Regions from separate parts of the Mus musculus genome. Here region 2 is linked to region 1. The links are chromatin contacts, called in public HiChIP or PLAC-seq maps. All regions are on one chromosome and are shown on one strand. The core of a region is the stretch at or near the end of the contact, and the rest is flanking DNA. Distances in the headings are between cores, read along the strand shown.

The links. HiChIP or PLAC-seq counts read pairs in DNA pulled down with a chosen protein or histone mark.
Region 2: a contact with region 1 is called in an HNF4G HiChIP or PLAC-seq map of pancreatic cancer cells. The contact joins the promoter of Cnot4 here to the promoter of 1700065J11Rik in region 1. A contact is called at or near these places in 1 of 39 promoter capture datasets (hippocampal neurons) and 1 of 115 datasets of contacts at active chromatin or transcription factors (pancreatic cancer cells).

What each region holds. Positions count from the first base shown.
Region 1 is chr6:35,326,541-35,332,988 of GRCm38.p6, reverse strand. 1700065J11Rik (RIKEN cDNA 1700065J11 gene) reads right to left here and starts at 2,143. Exons shown (of 3, transcript NR_040526.1): 1 at 2,107-2,143.
Region 2 is chr6:35,128,826-35,135,730 of GRCm38.p6, reverse strand. It overlaps Cnot4 (CCR4-NOT transcription complex, subunit 4), which reads left to right and starts at 1,994. Exons shown (of 12, transcript NM_001164413.1): 1 at 1,994-2,229. Gm33046 (a long non-coding RNA gene) reads right to left here and starts at 2,200. Exons shown (of 5, transcript XR_868974.2): 1 at 2,029-2,200; 2 at 1,161-1,483.

The sequences.
Region 1 (6,448 bases), core at 894-3,393:
CCAGCTTCAGGTATTCTGTGGTAGTACCAGAAAGTGGGTTAAGTAACTTACTCTCTTGCCTCCATGAAAATCAGCATCAGCTCCTCCTAGGGATGTAGGAAGAACAAAGCCCACAGTGGAGCCAAGGACCTGGTCTTCCTCCAAAGCTCCTCCATCAGGCGCACTTTCTGGGTCCTGCACTGCATCCTACCTTGCTCTTATCCTGATTTGTATGTTTGTCTAATCCTGCTGCTACAGGCTGAACCTAAGTGCGGCATAGCATCTCACTCCATCCCAGAGGAGGCATCCTTGGACGTGCAAAGAAAAGCAAGCAATTATTTGAATGATAATGCACATTTAACCTATGAGGATCTGCCAAGCCATAAGCACTGAACAGCCCGAAATCAGAATTACTACATTTGTAGGACCAAGCATCTTACACCGGCACCCACCAATCGCTTACAGGAGTGATCCGTGATCCATATTCATTGTTGGTTTGGCAGGATTTAGAATTACTGAGGAGACAAGCCCCTGGGCCTGTCTGTAGGGGATGATCTAGATTAGATCCATTGAAATAGGAAGGTTCATCCTAACTGTGAGTTGAACCATTCCATGGACTGGGGTTCCTAACTGAATAAAAACAAAGGGTTGTCTAGAGAGATGGCTCAGCGGTTGAATGGCACCTGCTGTTCTTACAGACAGCTCAGGTCTGGTTCCCAGCACGCACAGGCTGGCTCACAACCATCTGCAACTCCAGTTCCAAAGGATCTGATGGCCTTCCTGGATACCAGGCACTAACGTGGCATGTGCTGTGTGTGTGCGTGAGTGCAGGAAAACACTCACACATATAAATAAATAAATCTAAAAAGGAAAACAACTAATGAGGCCAATATTCATCTCTCTGCTTCTTGATTGTCAGTGCCTGTGACCAGCCACACCCCCTGCCATCATGCCTTCCTGGCCATAATAAACCAAACCAAGACCTTCCTTCTTTAAGTTGCTTCTTGTTGGGTATTTGGTCACAGCTGGGGAAAAAATACCTAATATATCTCCTAAGGTGAGGTCGGCAGACTGCAATCAAAACACCTTGTACAGGATGCTGGAGGCACCAGTTCTGCCCCAGTCCCTCTGGGCTCACCCTTGATCTTTCTCCTCCTCCACTCCTCTCCTGTGGAAGCTAGTCCCTGCTCTCTACTGATCTCTCTTTTGTGGGCTCAGGAGAAAAGAATAGAGAACAAAGAGATGTCGAGGAGGCTGCTAAAGAGCTTTTGCTCAAGGCACTCAGGTCCCTGTATCCTGCTTTAGAAACTATTTTCCCCTAAACATCACCCCACACATGTCTTCTGGGGACCACAGTCCATCCAGTGCACCTCTGGATTCAAGGTGGCATGCCACCCACCTGGCTTTACTAAGGTCTGGGAGGAAATGGTTCCCTGGGATGCTAAGGAGCTGGTGGAAGCCCCTGAACTCAAGGCTCCCAGCCCAATAGCAGGCAGAGCTAGTCCTGGTCTGGAACTGTCCTTTCCCTAGGCTGGGCTCATCCTCAGCACATAAAAGCCACAACATTGTGTAAACAGCCAGACAGTGCCATCCCACATCAGCCCATACCTGCCAGGGCTCTCAAGTGTTTTTCTGACCTCTCCCGACCCCCGCCCACCTCTTGTTCTTACTGGAAAAATTCCTCCCCAGAGTTTCCAAATTCAAAAGGGAGAAAAGGAAGATTCCCTTCCATTTTGATTGTGGATGAAAATAAATCCATTGTAAGTTTCTTACCCCAAATCAGATTCGCTAACGAACTGGTCCAGGGCTGTTAAGGACAAATGTGAATGTTTTCAGAGGTGTTTTTGGAAAATCACGGACAGTGGCCAGGAGACGAACCTGCTGAGCTGTGGTTATTGGCATCGTGATTCAAAGCAGGAAATTCCTTACATAACTCACCCTCTCCCAAGCCTGCTGGGAGCAGGAGAGTCCAACTCCTCCCTGGGCTCCCTTCTGTTCCCAGACTGCTACCCACTGGGCCTGAACATGGCTGACCATCTACTTACTAAGCCAGAGCAAATGTGCATGCCTATCCTTCAAATCCCTTCAAGGCCAGACTCTAGGGGAGAAGATAAGGAAAATACTAACCACTCCCTCCATAAGGCTCCACGTCTTCTCCTTCTATGCAATGTAACCAGTGAGCAAATAAGATACCCTCTCCAGGCAACATTCCATTCTAGAATATTCCTTCTGGTACCATACCAACCCCCACCTTCCACTTCTCTAACCTCTAAGGATCTAAGACAGACAGACAGACACGCAGACAGACAGATGGACACACACACACAGAATCTATCAGTCTGGGTAGGCTAATTACTACAACAAGCACCTCAGTGAACGAACACAATGACAGTTTCACATTTGCTCACATTTAATAGCTGCTCATCTAAGCTGAGCCATGACTACACAGGGGACTTTCATTTGCTTTCTAAGCTATATTTTCTGCTTTCTAAGTCACAGTTCTTTAAGGAACCGTAGCTTGCACATTTTTTATGGAAGCAAGAGTTCTCCTCGGTTCTTCTTTACAGTTTGGAGTATAAGGAACAGATCCCAAAGTGCACTGTGTGAACCCCACAAAGTTGGCAGAGATCCGGTCCGTCATGTTCAGTCAGTGCCGCCATTAGCGGGCCTAACCCTTTCTCCACTGACACGCTGCTCTGGCAAGCAGAGCTTCCGGCCTCACAGACACATGGAAGCTGAATTGCCCAAAGGATTCTTGCGCCTGGCAGAGAATACTCTGCGCACATGGACATTGCAGGAGGACATTCTGGCCTGGCCTGGCCTGACACAAGACTACACGTATCACTGAGTCACTGATGATGGCAGTCCTAGCGGGATGAATGGATGCGTCGTCTGCCTTGGAGGCCAGCACTCTGTGACTCCATCTGTGCTTCTGTTGTCAAACCAAATTACCTCACTTATGGATTTAAAATAGAATCCAGACCAAAGGTGCTGGCTGTGTAGACAGGGAGGGAGGATTCAGTAGACGCGATTCTGGGTACCAAGCCAGAAGAGAAGGCTGGAAGCTGACACAGGCATTCCCACTGTTCAAAACCTGTGGCTTCTTTCTACATTCCTTTGCTCATTCATTCAACACTTTACCTACAGACTGAATGGGTCTATTCCCTTGGGCATGTCTGACTCCCGTGGACCATGTCACCAAACCCGCTTGCCTTTTGGCTGCCATTTAGGTCAGGGTATCAGGAGGCAAGAGGTATAAACAGGAAGTTGAAAGGAGAGAGTCTGAAGAGTAACAGCAGGAAAATCGCAAAACATGAGGTTGCCCAGCTTTAGAGCCAATCAGAGCTGAGGTTGCCCAGCTTTAGAGCCAATCAGAGCTGAGGTTGCCCAGCTTTAGAGCCAATCAGAGCTGAGGTTGCCCAGCTTTAGAGCCAATCAGAGCTGAGGTTGCCCAGCTTTAGACCAATCAGAGCTGAGGTTGCCCAGCTTTAGAGCCAATCAGAGCTGAGGTTGCCCAGCTTTAGAGCCAATCAGAGCTGAGGTTGCCCAGCTTTAGAGCCAATCAGCAAACATCCAAGGAAGCCCTATTCTCTCAAGGTCCTTTGGACAATCCTTTAGATTTATAAAATAAGTTCTATGAGCAAGCATGACACCAGAAGCCGGCTAGTATCAGAGCCAGGAGAACTAACTTCATAAGATGCAATCGTGTGCTGGGTCAGCTCCTACCATGCAGGATGCCCAAGAGCCCATTGTTAGAATTTCAGAAACTTGAAAGCTGCTTTCTAAACCACTTAGTAGCTTCAGGTCAGCCTTAGTGGGAGTATGTTCATCAGAGAAATTGGCAGGCAAACTAGGTTTTCTCCCCAGTCCCTGAGAACGGATTAACCAACCCTCTATTTAAGGGTTCTAGAAACAGAAGGCTGTGAGGCCGGTTAGAGGAGTCATTTTGCATGCATAATCTCATAGGCTCAGGCTGAAGCCCCAGGTCTCCTAACAGAGTGACCTTCGGTAGATTTTTTTGACCCCTCTGAGCCTGTTTCTTATTGTGTCTATAGTGTCTATGCGCTGAATACAGAGTCTGTAGCAGGTATTGGTCTCAGCTCTTACACATATTAATTCCATTCCTAATAGCATTCTTCAGAAAGGAAACTACCTGTCTCCTCGTTCTGCAGAGAGGGAAATGGAGGCAAAGGTTGGGTGGAGGAACCACACTAAGACTTCACAGCTAGTAGCTGTCAGAATAACAAGAGCAGGCAGCCTGCCCCTGAGCTTTGCCTGGCTTCCAGCCCTGCACTGCCTGATCCGGTGGTCACTGGCCACCCCACACTACAGAGAGCTTCATCTTGGTTGACTGATATTGAGGATACAATCACATGTCGCAGACTGCACACAGCCTGGTTTCTGCTCTACTGCAGCCAGGCTTCCCTTAAAGTCTTGCCATCATCCTTTAGGAGGTGTTAAACTTACAAGAGGGTTTGGCTTGAGTTTCTAATTCAACAAAGAAAAATAATAAACTGTTTATTATTTGGAACCGAAAGGTTCCTGAAACTGATATCTGAAACAGCGATGTGTCTGAAGACAGCAGCACAGCCAGGTAGAACTCAATTAGCAAGCAGATTGCTCTTTGAGCCACCTGCACTGTGTGGGAAATGTGGTCTCCTTTGAATGGGGAGTAGCCGTGGTCCTCGCTTGTGCATTGTCTATAAGATGTTTATACGTGTACAAAAGTTTTGTCGTGATCTGAGACTGGAGGCCTTTACTTTTAAACTTTAATTTCAATTTTCTAAACAAGTAGTAACACAATGGGGCCACTTCCTGCTTACAGTGAGTGTTAGAAGCTTCGATTTGTGTGCATTGCGTGTGTGGTTTCTCAGACCCGGAATATTCAGGGGTGAAGAGGGGTGGCAAGAACTACGCATGAGCCGTGAAAATAGTCATTAATGGAATTAGTCTTTCACCCCTGCCTCTTAGGACTTTTATCAACCATTAAATGCAACAACTCCCAAAAGAAGAAAGTGTGATATGAGACACATTTAAGACGTCAAAGACTTTTGTATGGTGTGTGTGTGTGTGTGTGTGTGTGTGTGTGTGTGTGTGTGTGTGTGATATGTCTTGTTAGCACTTACTGATTGTAGAAATGATATTTCGAATATGGTAAATTAAGTACAATGAGATGTAACTACACCTGTTTCTTTTATTTTAAGGGGGTTTCTAGAATTTGTAACCACATACGTCTGCAGGGAGCACTGCTCCATACTGACCTCCTCATTGTAAACTTTGACCAGTTAACACAGGTGATGAGTCTAACACTAAACCTGAAACATGCTAAACACCCGAGGGCCATTATCTATATTAGTGACATCAGTGGCTTTCTCTGATTAGCAGGGAGCTCCAATGGAAGTATAAGGGACCGCATGGTGTCCACTCTGGTAGTCCACTTATCCTGACCACTGTCTCCACAGGCTAGAAAGCCGTAACAGTAAGAGATTCTTCAAAGTTCTCCAAGCTTTCATAGTCTCCTCTAGAGGTAAGGGAAGGGGGCACATAATTAGAGACATAGCATGCCTACAACTGTGCTTCTATGTGTGTATGCCTGTACATGTCTGGGGAGCGAGTGAGCATTGCCTGTGCATGCATGTGAGAGCGATGTCAGGTGTCTTCCTTAATCCTGCTCCACCGTACAAACCTGAAATTTAACCAATTCATGTAGCGAGTCCGGTCGGCAGGCCTGGGGATCCTCCTGTCTCTGCCTCCCCAGCTGAGGACTGAGATTACAAACAGATGCTGCTGTGCTGGTTACTTCCTGAGTACTGGGGATCACGCTCACACAGCAAGCTCTTTAACAACTGAGCCGTCTCCCAGTACTTTTTAAATGATGATGGGAAAATACTGCCATTCTGCTAGACATAAAAGGATTTGGTCGCTGATCTGGGCACAGTACAGAGAGGTTCAGTGGCCCCAAGGGTCAGGTTGCAAGCTGCTTGGTCCCCAGTATAATAGGGTGAAAAAGTATATAGAACCCTCTCGATAGAGAGCAGGGCTTGGTGCAAAGTAACTAGCTCATTGGGGCATTGTCCCTGGAAGGGGTTAATGTAGTTCTTTGGGGACCCTGGTTAGTTACCTTGAAAGGTTTTTGCAAACAGAGAAAACCTGACCCCCGAAGGCTTCCTAGATCAGCATGAAATCTCTTCCCTGCAAACATTCCCACTGAGGTGTCTTCTGCCATCAGATCTTAGTCAGAACTGTGCAAGAAGCCAGTGTCATGCTCTTGACCCTCAAGAAGAATATGCTAATTAGACCTCTTCTCTTTAAAAACTCTGTGGAAAGCACCCAATGGATCATGGATGTGAACAGGAGCTCAGCTTCCCAGCCTCCTGCATAGACTCACAAGGTTCCCAAAAGCAATACCTATTCTCCAAGGCCACCTGCCCACTCTGCTCCTCACAACCTACCAATGCCCCACCTACCC
Region 2 (6,905 bases), core at 745-3,244, 200 kb after region 1:
CAAAACACACTTCTTTCAATCAGTTAGTATTCATAACTTTCACATACATGAAGATTTTGTTCCAAGTGCTAGCAAATAACCATTTTATTATATTTTTAGAGCAATCATGTTTATGGAAATATAGATAATTTTACTGTATATTACTCTGTAACTTTTTTTTTTAACCTTTGAAGATTGAATTCAGGGTTTTGTGCCAGGAGGGACTTTATCATTTAGTTACGTTCCAGGCTTTAACTTTTTTTACTTAAAAAAAATGTATTTACTTATTTTATATATGTGAGTGCACCGTAGCTCTGTTCAGACACACCAGAAGATATCCCATTACAAAAGGTTGTGAGCCACCATGTGGTGGCTGGGAATTGTACTCTCGCCACTGAACTGTCTCTCCAGCACCTAACTTTTTTACTTTGAGACAAGGTCTCATACCACTATGCCCAAATGTGATATATATATATATATATATATATATATATATATATATATATATATACACACACACACATACACACCCATATATATGTATGTGTATATATATGTATACACATACACACACACATATATAATTTTTAGCAATTTCATTCCTGTGTAAAATAAGTTGAGTCATTTTTATGCCCCTCCCCCTGCCCCCCAACATTTCCTCTCTCTTACACCAAAGAAACTGGTCTGGTTGCCTTTTTTGTGGTTTTTTTTTTTTTTTTTCTGCCTCTAGACATGGTTTGTAGACCAAGCTGGCCTTGAACTCAAAGAGATACACCTGCCTCTGCTTTCAGAGTCCTGGCTTGTGTCACCACGTCCAGCGAGACTGAGACTTTAAAACTTCAATTTCTTTCCTTACATTTCCCTTTTCTGTTTTAAATCCTCCCCTTAAACCTTTTGCTTTCAGGCCTCAAGTGTGCCAGACTAGCGCCCTACCACTGTGTGACATCCACAGTCCCATCCTACGTATTTTAATCCTGGATTTGAAAACTTGGTTCCTTTCACTTCTCCAAACCCCACTACATGCACACACCCTAGAATGGGGACAGATTTGTGTTTTTGGTCTCTGTTGTATGCTCCCAGCATATGGCACTGAACTGGGTACCAAGGAGCTCAGCACTTATATGAATAGATGAAGAATATAGGCAATAAACAGAATCGACCGCTCCAGGAGCGCCACTTACACCAGAGTTCTGGGAGGCAACCCGGGAAGTTCAGTAAATTGATTTTGTTATTTAGAATTTCTCGGTGCTCGAACCGGCTGCGGTTGTATTATGTCCTTTGAGACGTGTTTACTTGTGCAGTTTGCGAACCTGACGCACACTTCTGTGCAGGCTGGAAGAGTTCTGTGCAGCCAGCAACAGTTTGCAGGTAAGTCCACATGCTTTCACATCATCAGCAACTCATGCTACTCTGACTGCCCGCGTTCTCTTGAGAAATGTGCACATGGCAATTCAGGTATTTCTTCACTGGCGATTTTCCAGTAAGGAGGATGAGCTCAGCTGTACTGGTGGTAAAGGACGTGCAAAGACCGGGAAACGAATTAACGCTCACTTTTCCAAAAGTATCAACTCCCCACTCTAGATCAAATCCCGCGCTCTTGCAATGCTCAACCTGATTCTACCACCATACCGCCCCCGTCAGATACCTATCTATGGCGGGCGGGGCAGAAAAAGACACGTCCTAGCTTCCTCCGAATCAGTTAAGTTTCGTAGAATTTTGGTTTCCTACATTTCAGCTAACATTAGTGAAAACCGCCGACCACATGACACAGTAGCCACACACGCGGGCAGAAGAGGAAGCAAAACAAGAAGAAAGCCGGCGCTCCAGTAGCCACGTGAGGAACGAGTTCCCGAGCGCCTTCTCTAGTGATGACTTCAATTCCCGGCCTGCCCCGGGGCGGTTACTATCGGAGGACTACAACTCCCAGGGTGCAGTGGACCAGTCCGCCGCAACCTCCCACTCGCCCGCCTGCCGCTTGTCCCGCCCCTCCCCCGCCCCGCCCAGCCGGATCGGCATGCGCCTGCGCAGCGGAGGCCGGAGGAGTCTTACCCTAATGTAAGATGGTGGCCCGTCTAGCCGTGGAACCCACCGAAAGCTGAGAGTCTCTCTCTCAGCCGTAAAGGTCGGACTCACTGAAGCAGTCAGGCCCGGTTCTGAAGAGTTTTTTCGCCGACTCTCGTTCATTGGTCTCCTGTGAGGACTCGGCAACGCGTGGAGTCGGCTAAGAGAAAAGCGAGGCAAGGCAGGCGGGTGAGTGTCTGCGGGGCTGGGCTTAGGGGAAACCCGGCGCTGACCGGCTACGAGAGAGCGGAGGCTTCGCTGGGACTGTGCAGGCCGCACCCCCCTTTCTCCCCACCCCCCCACCCCCGCCCGCCTCGTCTTCACCCTCCTCCTCCTCCTCTGGCTGCCTCCTCCTCCTCTTCTTCCTCCCTCTCCCCTCTACGCCACAGCAGTTATCACCAGGAAAAGGCAGCCGGGTTGGAGGCAGCGCGGCAGCGAGCGCCGGCTCTCCTTGGAGAATTTCTTCAATTGAGAACCCAAGAGGGCTTCTCATCACCAGTTTTCCCCGCATTTTTCTGGCAACAGTATCCTTAGGTCTTGGTCCTCCTGTTTCCCCAGCCTCCTTTCCCCTCTGACGTCCTTTCCTACTGGCCCCGGTCTCCCAAGCCAGAGCCATCATTTCCACTCTGACGGGTGCTGCTGCTCACTGCCCACCCGTCCTGCTTGGTGGGCTTTTTTGCCCCTTTTTGCCCCATCCCTTCCAGAAAGGCTGCTCTGGATCTAGCCTCTGCTCCCCTCTGGTGCTTGCAGTCAGCCCCCAGTCTGTCTGCCAGACCCGAGTTGATTCCGATGTGCAAGTCTCCTTTAACCGCATCTGTCATCTTAAAGCCACCTCGTGAGTATCTAAATCATGTTGCTGCTCCGTTGCTCCGTATAACCCACCTGTTTCTTAACCTACTTGAGAATTGTCGGTTCCTTCCCTCTTTCCAATGCAGACTCTTTGAGCACACACTCCAGGATAGGGGAGATGATGCCCCGTGTTGTTCCTTGAAAAGTAAAGGAAGTTAGGAAGTGAATGAAGTGAGTGGGAGACTATTAACGTTAAGAGAAAAGAGCTTTCTTCGGGCTACTCGGGAAAGGAATGTTTTGCTTTTTTGATCTTTTTGTTGCTCATTTGCTATCCTTTTTTACCCCTCTTTTCATTTTCGACCTTCTCCGTGCTACTCAGCATTCTCCTGAATTGCCATTCCTCAGGACACTTGATGTTGTCTCTGATTATACCCATAAAGATCAGCTTAGAATTTCAAAACCAGGTGAATCTAGCGCGCACACACACACTTCATCCCCGAACACCACATGCAAATAAATACAGATGGTATTTTGATTGTATGTGGGTTACAGATTCCTTTTGTATCAATTATTGGCTCCGTTATATTGATGTTTATGTTAATTGATAACATTTATTTGTGATGGGTGCAAATTTGACTTTTCCCCCCTCTCTTTTGATCTGGGAAATTCCCTCTTTTGACATTTCTAGGATAGGAGTTATCAGAATAAGTTGTATGGAAAAACACATTGGGTATGTATGAAGAGAAGTTGATATTTTGGGGTAAACTTAAATTCCTTTTTTTCCCATAGAAACTATGGGGGCTGAGAAAAGAAGTCACAAAGCTGAGCATACGCATGCTTCAATGGCACTTAGCTGTTATTACCTGTAGTAAGTAAGAGCTAGAAACTGAAGAGCAAGGGGTGGCTTATGGTCTCTACAGTAGAGTGAAAGCAGAATTGAAATGCACTAGTTTGTGTAATCAGGAGTTAGAGTATTTGCTATAATACACCACAGTGACATAAAGAATTACCAGAACAGCAAATAAGATTATATAGGTCAGATAAACACATGTCAAGTTTGAACATAAGACATTGTGTTCTTAATATATATATAAAAATATTTAAAGTCACAATAACAGTCTCATAATGAAGTATGTCGCTTATTGGGGGGAAATAGTAACAACTTAAGTGTAAATACAAACGCAGTTCTTCTAGTTACTTTCACACATTACTGTTATTGTAAATCTTACATATTTCACCTATAAAGCTTGACTATTCTTATATTTGATGTTATATTAAGTTGCTGTGAAAAGTTTTTAAAAATGTAAACTAAGGTTAGAAAAGCTGCTCATAAAGCTTCCTCTCCTTCCTCCTCTTCCTCCTCCTCCTCCCCCTCGGCTGTCTGTCTGTCTGTCTTTCTTTCGTTCGTTCTTTCTTTTGTTCTTTCTCTCTTTCCTTTTTTTTTTTAAGACAGGGTCTTTATGTAGCTCTGACTGACCAGCAATGTAGATCAGGCTAGCCTTGAACTTGAAGACAGTCACCTGACTCTTCATCTTGTCACTCATGGTCAAAGCTCTTTATTTCAGCCACTTAAGCCCCAATTTGGCAAAATGGAATAAATCCCTATTCTTCTAAAAAATTGGAAGCATTTTATATAAGCATCCATTGTTTTTAGTTATACCTTGAAGTTAAAAAGAAAATAATACTTTTCGTTTAGTTTACCAATAACTTGTCTTTAACTCCAAGTAAAAAGTAGATACTGGTGGAAAAGCTTGCCACTTTGAACAATCTTGTCTAGATACTCTTGGCAGTCATACTTGGCTGAATTGTAAGCAGTATGTTCTAAGGAGAATGTCTGATAGAAGGGGATGAGTGATTTTTTTTTAATGCATCTTTTCTTTTGTAAAGCTATTTGGCTCACTAAATATCGTAAATAATTTCTCTTCTTCCTCTGGGGTCATCAAATTCTTGCTTCTAGCATAGAGAAGATGTAAAAATGTTCTTTAACACATTGACAGGAGGAAGTAAGCTGAAGTTTATAAATATTTTTGTGTAGTCTTCATTTGTAACATTTAACATGGAGGCGTCATACTTAATGATTTTCTTTGATACTTTGTAGTTCTTTCTGCAAATTGAATAGCCAAAGTCTTCAAATGAATAGATTGTTTGTATAAGGTTTTTAAACATGAGTTATTTAAAGTTGGTTTACCATATAATTTTTTTGAAACTTGCATCTACAAACCTTTAATTTGATTAGGATGAGAGATATAATCAAACACCAAAATACAAAATAAAATTGTTTTGTGACACTTGTCAACTTCCTTCTAAATGGAAATACTAGAGGTAGCTTGCAGCCCATTACTTTGTTTTTGTTGTTCTGAAAGAAGGTCTTAACTATAGCTCAGGCTATCCTGGAACTGACTGTGTAAAAGAAGTTGTCTTCAAGCACAGGGTAGTCATCCTGTTTCAGCTTCCTTAGGCTGGAATTACATGTGTGAGCTACCATGTACACCAGTCCTGGATAACTCACTATTTTGTAAAAGACAGAGGGCATTGCCAAAAGATGAGCTCTTAGCATTAGGAGAATTTTACTTACTTGTTTGGTACTAGGCTAGACTATGGACGTTAAGTGGCCCCCTGCATATTAGACAGTGGCTTCAGGAGAGTGTTTCTGTATAAAGGATTTTGTGTCTTAAAAGAATGAAAAATAATTCATTTAATCAGTTTAGTTTTAGAAGCTTTTCTTTGCTTCCTTCCCACTCCCTGGTTTAAAGTGAGGCAGCACTTTTCACGATCATGATTTTTTTTTTAATGTGACTGCAGTGATTCTTGACTCAACTCTGTTATTGTCTTTGTAGACTGTGTGAGATAGGGTAAATTTGTGAAAGCTTTAGTTTTTGCTAAAAATTCACATAGTTTTGTCATTACCTATATTATCACCTTGACTTTTTGTAAAGGAAGTGTAGTGAGCTAAGTTGGTTTTGAAACAAAAACAGTAGGGAAATAGGTTATTGAGGTTTTTGCTGTTCTAGAAACAGTATAACTAGAATGTACTACATACATTCCCCAAAGGATTTTTTTAATCTAAATGGAACTTGTAAATGGTTTTCATCCCACTGGAATAGCATGTATCAGATAAAACTTGGTAACACATTCTAACATTTTATAAACTTTATGTTCCCATAGAGTTAGTAGGAAAAGTCTACAAATACCCATTCTTGAAAAAAAGTTGCATGAAACCTGGTAATTTAAAGATTTAATGTATTTTTGTTTCTCAGAAGTTGAGAGTTCACTAGTTATGGTAGCATAATCTATTACTTTGATCAGGTTGTGGGTATTTACACAGTTTATTTCAAAATAATTTTTAATCTCATTTTGTAGACTTCTTTAATTGAAAGATTGTGAAGTATTCTTTCACAATTAAAAAAATGTGTGTTTCTGTGTGTGTGCATTTGTGTGTTCATACAGATTCATGTGTGGGTGGGCCAGAGAACAACTTCAGGTGTCAACTTTAGGAAAGTGAACAGAGTCTCCCATTGCCTCTAGACTCACCAATTAGGCTAGACTGGCTCACCATTAAACTTCAGGGTTCCTTCTGTCTTTGCCTAGCCAGGGCTGGGATTGCAAGTCCACACCATGCCCAGTGAGTTTTGAGGACAGAGCCCAGGTCCTCATACTTATAAAATAAATGCTGTATGAGCCATCCTCTCCCATCCTGGTTCTTTAAGTTTGGTGGGCTTGTTTATTTGTTTGCTTGTTTTGTCTTTGTTCCTCCCAAAGTTGTTTATGGACAATTTTAGCACGGTTTTTTTGGTCCCTCATAGTTTAGTTTGTTTTAAGTATTTCCATGCTAAGGAACATAATTCAGGCCTGTGCATATGAAGCAAGTATATTACCACTTGGCCTCATCATTGTAATTTATTAGCATGATTTTCTTTTATTGGAAGAGGAAAACCTAGAGTAAAGATGTCCAAGTATCAGGCAGTCTGAGATGTTTTTCCTTTTTGTCTCAGTATATTCAGTATATGAGGATGGCTTCTTCGGCTTCTTCATTATTAAGCTGTTTGTGTAGGAAGATTCTCCTGTTTCAAGCTTTG